4 separate regions of the Gossypium hirsutum genome follow, and all the other regions are linked to region 4. The links are chromatin contacts, called in public Hi-C maps. All regions are on one chromosome and are shown on one strand. Each heading gives the region's core, a stretch centred on a gene start, on an enhancer-like site or on the middle of the called end of the contact. The rest is flanking DNA. Distances are from core to core; before and after follow the strand shown. Region 1 holds the start of LOC107949005 (probable protein arginine N-methyltransferase 6). Region 2 holds the start of LOC107949011 (50S ribosomal protein L15). Region 3 holds the start of LOC107949007 (transmembrane protein 53). Region 4 holds the start of LOC107949231 (E3 ubiquitin-protein ligase RING1).

What was found. A called contact is a pair of places that touch in the nucleus more often than the background predicts.
Region 1: a Hi-C map of leaf shows a contact between it and region 4, with 1.5 times the contacts expected there. The contact joins the promoter of LOC107949005 here to the promoter of LOC107949231 in region 4. A contact is called at or near these places in 4 of 34 Hi-C or Micro-C datasets (anther and leaf).
Region 2: a contact with region 4 is called in a Hi-C map of hypocotyl, with 3 times the contacts expected there. The contact joins the promoter of LOC107949011 here to the promoter of LOC107949231 in region 4. A contact is called at or near these places in 5 of 34 Hi-C or Micro-C datasets (fibers, hypocotyl, leaf and 1 more).
Region 3: a Hi-C map of leaf shows a contact between it and region 4, with 4 times the contacts expected there. The contact joins the promoter of LOC107949007 here to the promoter of LOC107949231 in region 4. A contact is called at or near these places in 12 of 34 Hi-C or Micro-C datasets (anther, callus, fibers and 1 more).

Annotation. Positions count from the first base shown.
Region 1 is chrA04:83,586,191-83,589,360 of Gossypium_hirsutum_v2.1, forward strand. LOC107949005 (probable protein arginine N-methyltransferase 6) reads left to right here and starts at 1,321. Exons shown (of 14, transcript XM_016883701.2): 1 at 1,321-1,783; 2 at 2,265-2,330; 3 at 2,608-2,676; 4 at 3,111-3,146. The coding sequence starts at 1,511.
Region 2 is chrA04:83,541,610-83,544,459 of Gossypium_hirsutum_v2.1, forward strand. LOC107949011 (50S ribosomal protein L15) reads left to right here and starts at 1,388. Exons shown (of 4, transcript XM_016883706.2): 1 at 1,388-1,917. The coding sequence starts at 1,525.
Region 3 is chrA04:83,566,008-83,568,823 of Gossypium_hirsutum_v2.1, forward strand. LOC107949007 (transmembrane protein 53) reads left to right here and starts at 1,524. Exons shown (of 6, transcript XM_016883703.2): 1 at 1,524-1,679; 2 at 2,466-2,577; 3 at 2,766-2,816.
Region 4 is chrA04:83,170,482-83,173,680 of Gossypium_hirsutum_v2.1, forward strand. LOC107949231 (E3 ubiquitin-protein ligase RING1) reads left to right here and starts at 1,425. Exons shown (of 2, transcript XM_016883977.2): 1 at 1,425-2,575. The coding sequence starts at 1,554. The coding sequence ends at 2,570.

The sequences.
Region 1 (3,170 bases), core at 71-2,570, 420 kb after region 4:
AAATGAATTGAAAATTTGAATTGAGTCTGAAAAATAAAATATTATAATATATTTTGTTTTTTTTTTGCTAAAATTTGGTATCATAGTTGATTTCACAAGCCTCTATAACATTCAATTTTTCTCGTTCAATCTCAGAGTATCCATTCACTCGAAACTGATCTGCCTCCATTTCTACTTTCTGTAAGTGGGCCCGGGCCTTTTCCAGCCATTTAATAGCTCACCGCGTAGTTCTTAATTTCGAATAGTATTCAAGATCCTCTCTTTTCTATTATCAATAGTTTAAGATGTTTTTCAATGACATAGGATTTTAATTGAAGATATTACTAATTTGGTTTCGAAAAACATTGAGAAAGCGTGTAATGAGATAACCGTTTTTTGTTCTGTTTTTAATTTGTTATTGGATTATATTGAATGATAATTTCTTTATTTCTTATACATATAAGTTCTTCAACGAAACAATTTCAATATTTTATTTGTTTTTCTAAATTTTTTAAATAGAATTAAAAAAATTGATTTTTAATAAATTTTATATAGAATTAGGGTTAAATTGACAATAAAACAAATTTTGAGGATTAAAATGTTATTATACCAACTAAAAAAGTGCCACTTGATAAAAAACAATGGGTAAACTACATCCAAGGTCACTAAACTTTTAATAAATTTATATTTTGGTCACTTAACTTTAAAAAATTATAAAATAGTCATTGAAGTATTCGAAAACTTTCATTTAAGTCACCAAACTATTCAAAAGTTTTTATGTAAGTCACCAAGTTGTTAATTTAAAAAAAAACTGACTAATAAGCTCCAAGCAATAATTTAACAATCGGTACAGTGGAACAATATTTATCAACGAGTATAACATATTTTAGATCCAAATCAATCTGATGGTCAGTGTCAATGATTGGAGAAGAAAGCTATTTGAATATTGGTTTACAGATTTATGACGTTCAAAATTGTTTCATAAAAAGTTGAATTATAAAAGAGAAGAGGAACGAGAGCTTTTGATTAGTGTAAGCAATATGAACAAAAAGGTCATACAAGAGTAGTTTTAATAGTCCAGTGACTTAAACGTAAACTTTCAAATATTTTAGTGATCATTTTATAAATTTTTTAAGTTTAGAGACCAATATATAAACTTACTAAAAGTTCAGTGACCTTAGGTGTAGTTTACCAAAAACAATTTGGAAAAGTTAGTGACGAAATTATAACTTTTTTTAGTTAATGACCAAAAAGGAAAATTACCCATAGTTGAGTGACTAATGATGTAATTTACCTTAATTTTCAATTCAAACATAATCCAGGTTAACTTTAATCCTAAACCCTTATTTCATTTGATTTGGTCTGTCAAATAAACAGTAAAAAAGCAATCTGCTGCTCTGTTTGGGTTTTTTTCGACAAAAAATCCCAACAAAACCGCTGCCGTTGTTCACCTTCTCCAAAGCATTGCCGGTGAATTGCTGATTATCTTACCCACCCCATAAAATAAAAGAAGGAAAGGAAGAACAAAAAAATGTATGGAATCACAGGTTACAGTAATGGCTACCACCAAAATCAACAGCAGCACAGTTCGGAAGAGAAGCGAGGCGGAGGTCGACGGAGGAGGGGAGGCCGTAGATCACGCCACCGTCCCGGCTTTAGGGTTTCCGACCACCATCACCATCACTACAATAACGATGACGACGATGACAAGCAAGAGCAGAAAGCACCTCCGCCTTGCACGGACTTCGACATGGCCTACTTTCACTCTTATGCTCACGTTGGTATCCATGAAGAAATGATCAAGGTATTTTCCTCCTTTTTTTTGTTATTTCGCTTGCTACCATTTGTTCTTTACTGGGTTTACTTTGTTCTTCTCAATATTCGGGAACTTGGGTGAGTTTTCTTTTACTTTTAGCTCATTTGGTTTTTGTTTTTGTTTGGAGGTTTTAAGTGTATTTGAAGAAATTTTTATGGTTTGTCACAATGTGAGGTAGGGGTTGCCAAGGTGGTGACTCTGAGTGAGTGCTTTAACATAGGAATTCAAGTTTGCTTTCTTTATTTGGTGATTGGATATTTCTTGACTTGAGCTCTTTCAAATTTCGAGTTCTTTAAATTATGATTTGTTGCTTAAGGGTTTTATGTTTTTGAAGTGATGTATACTTTTGACAAAGTTGTGAGCCTGTTTTTGACTATCAGTTGCATATTAGGATCACCTTTTGCCTTTTTGTACATATAATAAAATATATGACAATTCGCTGATCATACCTTTTCTCTGAAACATACAGGATCGAGTTCGAACTGACATTTACAGGGCTGCAATCATGCAACACCAGAGTTTTATTGAAGGCAAAGTAATACCATTGTGGTTATTTCAGTTATAAAATTATTTATGATCTATAACATTAGGATACTTCTGTTATTGTGTGTGTTTTACCGTAATTGGTTACATTGTGATTCCCATTTCATCCAGTTACCCGGATGAAATGCATTTGTCTATTATAGGAACATTGATATGAAGTATTTGGATCTCAAAGGCCCTAGTCAGTTTAAGAACCGTGTTCAGAAGTCCAAAGAACGTTTAGCTAGTTCATTCTTCTTCCTCACTATTGCTTGTGATCATGCTTACAGGTTGTAATGGATGTTGGATGTGGCACAGGCATTCTTTCAATATTTTGTGCTCAAGCTGGTGCAAAACGGGTAATATGTCTTGGCATTATTTGTACACTTGATAATTTACATGCTTATAATAGTAGTATAGCTGAACATTTATTTGAAAATCTATTTTCTGCATATCATGTGGCACTGGTTTCAACCAATTTCTGAAGAGTGCTTTCTTTAATAAATGCAGGGGAATGCTAGAAGTTAACTCAGATTTAACTTTTTTTTATTTCCTCTAGTCCCTTAACTAGTTTTCCATGTGAACTTTATAATTTTATCTTTAAAAAAGACAATACACTTCTATTGAACAATTAAAAGAAGAGCAGTATGGATAGAACTTAATTTTGTTCTTTATTATACTATTTAGAAGTTAAAAATCTCTTTCTACTTCCAAGTTTTGTTCTTGTTGTTAATGTTGATGGATTCATGTAAAACACATCTGTCTAGTATCTGATGTGATTATGTGTTCTCAGGTGTATGCAGTGGATGCAAGTGATATTGCGTTGCAGGTACTTCAGAAGTTCTTAACTGCT
Region 2 (2,850 bases), core at 138-2,637, 370 kb after region 4:
TTCTTCATGGTTTATTTCCTTAATTTGTTTTATTTATAAAATTATTATTTTAATAAATAAATGTCATTTTAGAAAATGAGAAAATTAGTTATTTATTTATAAATATTTTTATAACTTTATATGTATTTTATTTAAAAAAATTAAATATAGTTTCTGTTTTTAAAGTTTATTAAAAAATTTAATTTCTAAAAATCAATATTAAATTGATAGGATGTGTAAAGTTACTGGTTGCATTTATTAACTTTTTTAATAATTAAGATTAAATTTATAAAATCTCTAAATATTGGAGGGATAATTTTATTATTATACCAATAAAAAAAAATCAAATCAACATTCCATTTGAGATTTAATGGAAATAAACTAATAGTTGAATCACTATTTATAAAATTTACCCACAGTTTTTCCAAAGATAAAACAGTTGTCGTTTTCAGTAACCCTAAAATCCCAAAGCTTCTCTTCTTCTAACACAGTGACATCACTAATTTAAACAACAGTAAACTACACCACCAGTCACCTAATTTTTTTTCGCTCAACTATCAACTTATTTTATTTGTTCATCTAACTAATTGAGATTTCTGTTGGTCCCTTTCTATTAAGTGCCGTTGATGGGTGGATGAATTGGCTGTTAAAAAATTGATATATTTAACCCTTAATTTTTATATATTATATTAAATTAATCATAATTTTTAAAATAATCCTAAAAATTTATAAATAATTTCAATTTGATCCTCAAAATTTGCCTTTCTTTTTCGATTTGTCCCACCGCCACTATCATTGTTGCCTCCACCTCTAGTTTCACCTTTCTCCTGTTTGGTTTATACAGAGTTTGGTGGAGCCTCGCCCCATTTGGGGACAGAGTTGCATAAACAATAAATTAATAACAATATTAATATCTCAGCAATTAGAAGATTGCAATTGATTGTTAATTTATTGCCCAGTTGTAAGAAACAACCTTTTTCCAATTTTCTTTATTTATTATAAAGCATGGTCATCTTCATAATTAGTTGCCCCACTTGGAGGAGGAGGTGGATGGTAGTGGTGTGGGGGAAGCGAAAGAGGAAGGTAAGTTTTGAGGATCAAATTGAGATTATTTATAAATTTTGAAGGTTAATTTTTTAAAATTATGACTAAATTGACATAAAATGCAAAAATTGAGGGATAAATTTATTCTTATATCGATTTTTCAATTGCCATGTTACTCTCCTGTCAATCGCACTTAACGGAAATGGACAAAAGAGAACAATCTCGATTAGTTGAGTGACCAAATTTAATAAATTGATAGTTAGGTGACCAAAAGAGAAAAGGGGTAATAGTTGGGTGACCAAATTAAAAAATTGGTAATTGGGTGACCAAAAAGGAAAAGGACAATAGTTGGCTGACCTGTGTTGTAGTTTACCCTTTAAATCAAAATTTCCCACAAGCTAGGTCACTTTTTTATGAAACGAAACCCTAGATCACAACCGTAACACATGATCAAAATTTCCCAATTCGATTGAAAGCCCCGAAACCCTAACATTTTTTGCAATGATTAGAAGAATACTCCCTTCAATATCCTCAGTTTCTTCTCATTTCCTCAAGACCAAACCCATCTGCAGCCCATCACCACTCCACCATTTCCATTCCCTGCAATCTCTCCAATGTTCCAACCCCATTAGCAAAAATGGGTCATTATGGTTTCAGGGTATTAGGTCTTATAGTCTTTTGAGCTTGAATGATCTGAGAGACAATGTTCCCAGAAAACAGAAGACGAGGAAAGGGAGAGGGATTGGGTCTGGTAAAGGAAAAACGGCTGGGAGAGGACATAAAGGACAGAAAGCTAGAGGTAATGGCAAGTTGGGATTTGAAGGAGGGCAGACCCCTATGCGGCGGCGTTTGCCTAAACGCGGCTTTAAGAACCCTTTCAGCCTCACTTTTCAGGTACCATTTTTCTTTATTTTTTCTTAGATATTTTGTAAATCTGAAGGGATACTTTTCTTTCTAGAAGTTTTCTTTCGTTGCCTTTATATGAATTATATGTTGAATTAATGTCTCCTTTCTCATGGCTTATGTATTATGTTTATTTGATACTGAAAATATGCAATTTCAAATATACATGTATATATGTAAATGTTGGAATTTCCTATATGGATGGTAACTAGTGAATTTGTAAGTGAAATGCAAGTTCTTGCCGTAGTCCATTTTTGTGGGGAGAAAGTATTAAGAGTAGAAAACATGCGCATTATTATGGTTGTTCCTTGCTACAGTGTTTCTCTTGACTTGTGTATTATGTTTATTTGAAGAAAGGGAATTGTATGTAAATGTTGAAGTTTGCTAATTGGTTGGTAACTAGTGCATTTATGAGTGAAATGCTAGTTCTTGCTTTCTCCTTTGGGGGAATGAATTAAGAGTAGAAAACATGGCACATTATCATGGTTGTTCCTTGCTACACTTTTCTACTTGGCCAAAAGATGAAAATGAATCAGCTAGACCAGGATTTCTACACACTTTATCAATCCGCACCTCAATGCGATTGCATGTTGAGCTTATTTTACTCATAAGTTAGAAAGGAAGGAGAATCATTTTCTCATAGTTTTCACATTTTGAGGTTTGATCTATCATTGCTGCTGGATATTGGGATATGTATTTTGATTCTCCTATAACCATCTTACAGCTGATGTTTCTTTGGGTTATTTGTCACTTTTAAAAAAGTTTTCTTTTCTTTTTTAATCCTTTGTGCAAACTCATATATAGAGGTCCAACATATTTGAAGTTCTAAAGGGAAATGTGCTATTGTACTGTTGCCAGTTGATATCTCCAATATGGTATCATGTGAGATGGAAATTTATGTATTGATTATCTTGAATGCTTGTA
Region 3 (2,816 bases), core at 274-2,773, 400 kb after region 4:
GAGTATTATTTTTTGTCCAAGCTAATTTTTCAGATCTATCTTTTTATTTAAATTCTTCCGCCTTTTAAATTTAAACGAATAATCCAATTAAATGTACAGTAGTTAATAAATCAGATCAAATGTATTGTAGTTTATAAATCAGGAACCTTAGCCTTTTTTTCCCTTCTTTCTCGATAATTTCATGTATGAATATGTTGTAATACAGGGAATATGAATATTAATCAAATATAAAGAAAATGGTATAAATTTCATTTACCAATAATTAGATACTTTTTCTTTTTTTAATAAAGAAAACATCAAGACTATTACAGTCCTAATAATAAATTTAATTTATTACACCAATTTTTTTTAATATTTTACAAGTAATTTTAAGTGAGTAGATTTTTTTCAATCATGTGAATTTTCTTCAATTAAAATATAGGTAAAAGGCCTTCTCCCATCCTTCTCAATTTTTATATTAATTAATTGGTCATTCTCAAAAAAAGAAAAATTAGAAAAATTTAATCTTTGTCAATTTCGAAAGTGAACATCTAAGGACAATTAATCACAACATTAATGTCTTTTTGTCAATTGTGCATAATTTTGATTTGTATAATAATAAATTTAGCCCTTAAATTTACATATTCTAATAATTTTGTCTTGATGTAATAAGTTTAGCTTCCAATATTTGTGTAAACGTGTAAATATTGAGGTTAAATTTGTTCTTATATCAATCAAAATTATGTATAATTGACAATGTTGTGATTGATTATCCTTTAATTGCTCACTTTTAAAGCTGATAATGATTAATTATTCTGAAGTTCTAAGGGTTAAATTTTCTCAATTTTAAAATTGAAAAAGATTGAAAAGATATAAGAATATATTTTTAAGGGTAAACTATCAAAATAGTCACTTTTGTTCCCCTTAAGTTACATTTTAGTCACTTATGTTTGAAATGTTATGTTTTAATCACTTCTGTTAACGTGTTGTAACATTTTAGTCACTAAATCGTTAATTGCCGTTAACAGTGTAATGGTAAGATGACGTGACACATTAAATCATCATTTCAAACAAAAAATTTAAATTAAATCATATAATTGGCCCCCATATTTTTTTGTTTTAGAACACTTTTTTTTATGTTCTTTTAACTTTTCCTTTTTCTTTTCAATTCGCTTTTACTTTCCTCCCTTCTCCATCTCTTTTAACGTAAAAGAAAAAAATAAATTTCTCAAAACAAAAAAAATATAGGGACCAATTGTATAATTTAACATAAAATTTTCATTTGATATGATAATTTAACATGCCATGTTAGTTTACTGTTACACCATTAACAACAATTAACGTTGAATGATTAAAATGTTATAATATGATAACGTAACATTTAAACATAAGTAATTAAAATGTAATCTAAAAAAATAAAAGTGACTATTTTAATAATTTACCCCATTTTTAATATAATTTTTATTTAATATATTCCAAAATTTGCATCAATTATCTTTTTAATTGAGAGCGTAGAAATTATGGGGAAAAAAAAGGAAAAAGAAAAACAACAAAAATTACAGAGAGAGGGGGCGCATTATTTCCGTCACGAAAATCGAAACCCAAACCGCAAAAATCTTCTCTTCATTTGATTCAAATAAGTTTAAATACCAAGCAATCTAAAATCGCCTTTACCATCTTCAACCCTTTAAGAGTTTCAGGTGACTTCTTTATCCTTCTCTCTCTCTCTCTCTCTCTTGTCTTCTTCTTGAAAGCCTCATCTTAATCCAAATCTGTATAGTATTTTCCATGGCCTGCATTTCTTTTTTCATGATTTAGGGTTGCATTTAATTTCTCAATCATCGTAAACCTTTTCTCTCTTCGCGTTTCGATTTCCATCGTTTCATTTTTTTGTTTGTTTGTTTGTTTTTTGTGAATTCGTCTGGCAATTTGAAAAACCCTTTGGACTTTTCTTTTTTAAAATCATTGAATAATGAGCGACTAATACGGTTATTCGTGTTCTTGGCGGTAACTGAGTTGTGGCCGAGTTGACTCGGTTGCCGTTTTTTCACTTTTACAGGTCTTCCCTTTTCTTATTTTTTGTTAGTTGTAATTTTGACCGCGTCACGTTACATCCAATGATCCAAGATTCTTTCCTTTAGGTCACTGCGTTTATTTAATTTGATTTTCCTATATTACCCCTAACCTAACTTTTCTATATTGAAATCTCTTTCCCTATCCTTTTAAGGGTCCAAAAAAAGGGGAACCAACAGGGCAAAAGGGTCATTCAATACATTATCAATCCCTGTCGTGCAGGGTTGAACAAAAGGCACGTGGCATTCAATTAGTGGAAATATTTTTGAGCAGGCTGATTCTGCAAAACACCCCAAGCACGCGCTGTTTTTTTTTTTAAATTATATAACAATTAATTATTATAACGACTTTCATGTTTTGTGGCCTTCTTTTTTTTTTTTTGGTTGAATGAAAAAAGTTTCCTTTTCTTGCAGTAGGAGACTACAAAGGAGGGTTCTTTGGTCGGTGTTTGATATTGTTCGGGCTGTCAATGTCCATTCTTTGACAGCCCGATTTTTTGTCAAACCCCTTTTTAATTTACACAAGGTAAGAATAGGAAAAGAATATACAGCAATAGCCATCGAATATGCCATTGCTTTGACAAGTGCCAACCTTGGCTTTTGCTTATTTGCTTCTTGACAACATTTTCTTGCTTTTTTTATTTTTCACGTTTCTTATTTATCTATTTGATTCAATTTCTTGGGGTCATAAATGGGTTCTCTTTATTTTCGCAGGTGATCCTTGTTTTTGTTTTTTCTTTTGTGTTTTGGCTTTCTGGGTATTGA
Region 4 (3,199 bases), core at 175-2,674:
AAAATAAAAAAATTTTATCTGAAACTTGACTCGTTTAAAAACATGCATTATTTTTTGCCTAAACCGATTTTTTGAACTTGCATTTTTGGCCAACCTTTTTACCATTCAAGCGGACCTTTGGACTTCGGATCGGGTCTAGTGAAAATCTTAGAGTTGGGTAGGAGGAAATGAGTCAAGATATTGCTACAAATCAAAAGAGATTCTAGAAAAGGTAGAGAAGGAACACATTTGATGGGCTATGCCCAAGGAAATTGAACTCATGAAACATTAGTTAAGTTGTTTGAGAGGAGGTGATGGAATGAAGCTAATCGAGCTACCACTACAAGAATAAGAAAGAAGGACCGAGGGGGTTGAGGAAGGTGGGACTTCCTCAAAGGAAAGATTTGTGCTGAAATTTGATTGATTCATTCAGGGGTAGGAGCAAGACCTTGACTGAAGCAATAATCATGTAGCCTGTTTGTTTGATGGGTTGATGGCTGATTAGAGTTAGTGGTCAGTCGATCCAACGTTTAAAGTATAACAACGATAGCTACTTGTATTGCTTAAAAGTTGTCTTAGGTTAAGGTTCTTGTAACTTCCCCTATGCGGTGTTTATGCTTAATTTCTTTGTCGTTTTTAAGGTCAACTTATTTGTATTTTTGGAGCATGTATTTGCAATGGTTATACGGGTATGGGTGGTTTCATTAGTCTAGTAAGCAAGACCTAACATTGTCGACCCACCTAACGATTTTAGGTGGTTGAGCCCGGCATTGGCATGACCTTAAGCTAGTTTCTCTAGTTATCAACCATGAAAAGACTTTATAACCATTAACTATCTTTAGAAGATTAATTGATTACATTTATTATCTGGGACTAATCACACTTATGTGATTATTTTTTTTTACAACTCACACGTTAATGGTAGGAGTAAATCACTTTTACTACTTGCACCACTAGCAAACGATTTTTAATATATTAGATTCAAGTTGTCCATATAGTAATTATATTTTCGTATTTTTTTGGTGCAATTCATACATCATTGATTAGAGCAAAACATTTTTATCACGCACACCACTAACAAGCAATTCCTAAATTCCATCTCAGAATATAATTATAGAGCTTACAACTTTAACCAATTGGCTAAATGTTGAGTCTCTATTTTTTATGACAATACTTAAATAAATTATAATTCGTTCATGACCTTTAAATTGAAAGATAATAGATGTTTTTAAATTCGTATATTTTTATATATTAAGATAAGTAATAATGTCAATTAAATTAAAATTTAATCGAATATTTAATATACAAATTAATAATGGGATAAGTAAAAATTTAATTAAAATATTTTGAGGGTGGGCACAATTCAAAAATTTGTTGGCTAAGAAATTAGATTGTAGTAGTGAATAGTGACCATCAAATACCCTCTAATTATTTAAAAAGTAATTAATTAAACTTGGTATAGCTTCTAGAAGCCTCTAAAAAGAGAAAATTGATCTCCCTAAAAGACCACCTTCAATACACATATCATTTTCCTCTCTGGCTTTTCCGTCCAAAACAATTCTAAAAGGTGAAACATGTCGTCCGACGGGAACGTCACCGGCGGCGGCGGCGCTAACACCGTCGGCGTAACCAATAAGCCTTTCTTTTGTTACCAATGCAACCGTACCGTTAACATAACAATATCCCCTCCCTCTTCTGATCCGACTTGTCCCATTTGCAACGAGGGTTTCCTCGAAGAATACGACAACCCAAACCCTAATCAAGGCTCCGGTTTCCTAAACCCGAATCCGAACTCAATCCCGTTCCATGACCCTTTCTTGACGTTATCGGATCCGTTCGCTTCCCTCCTTCCGCTCCTTTTTCCGTCCTCTTCATCCACAACTACCTCATCCTCTGCTTCTATTGACCCTAATAACCCTAGCCTATCTGGGCCGACCCGCTCAGGTCGAGGCGACCCGTTCGCTTTCGATCCGTTTACCTTCATCCAGAATCATCTCAACGATCTGCGTTCAAGCGGGGCGCAGATCGAGTTCGTGATCCAGAACAATCCGTCCGACCAGGGCTTTCGGCTTCCGGCGAACATCGGGGATTATTTCATCGGGCCGGGCCTTGAGCAATTGATCCAGCAGCTGGCCGAAAACGACCCTAACCGGTATGGGACCCCACCCGCATCTAAATCAGCCATTGAAGCGCTGCCTTTGGTGAATATAACGAAGAGTAACTTGAATTCGGAGTTCAACCAGTGTGCAGTTTGCATGGACGATTTCGAGGAAGGGACTGAAGCCAAGCAGATGCCCTGTAAGCATCTTTATCATAAGGATTGCTTATTGCCGTGGCTGGAATTGCATAATTCGTGCCCCGTGTGTCGTCACGAGCTGCCTACTGATGATCCTGATTATGAGAGGAGGGTTCGCGGGGCACAAGGGACCAGTGGAGGTAATGACGGTGATAATAGTGGGCAGAGGTCTGATGGGGATAATCGGACTGTCGAGAGGAGTTTTAGGATATCGCTGCCTTGGCCGTTTCAGGCTCGGGGACCTGGTCCTGCACCAGGTGATAATGCAGAGACGAGGCAAGAAGATTTGGATTGAGAATTGTGAGTATCTTTATTCCGTTTTAACAATTGTATGCATTATGATACCCTTTTTTCTAGTGCGATCTTGATAATTTTGGTGTTTCTAAAAGTTGGGATTTTAGTTCAATTTATTGCGAATCAAATTTAGTGTTGAATGATGATCAAATGAATTTACGAGCTAATATAGTGAAGCTTTTCATCCGAGTTTTGGGTATTCCAAGGTCATGAGGAATCTGGAGAAGAAAATGAGAAGGCCTGCTAAGCATGACAAATTATCGAATTTTCATGCATGTTATGAAGCTCTTTTATTGCCTTAGGATCTTGCAGCATTTGATCAACAAATGAAACATGCAATTGTGTGAATTTTATAGGAAGTAATTAGTCAAAGACGAATAGATGCATTCTTTTCTTGGAAGTCACTGACTGTCAAATGTAATGTCTGATAGGCTATTTTAGATTATTTCCTTGAATTCATTGACACCATGATGCCTTCAAATTTCAAAACCATCTTTCGTCTTTCTTTATAAAAATATTTGTAAAATGTCACTAGTGGAGTCACTGAGCAAGAACTAAAATTTGAGTTTATTAGCACTTCATTTTGTGTGCTCTCTGTCCATTCAACTTGGTAATTATCTATAAAGAGTG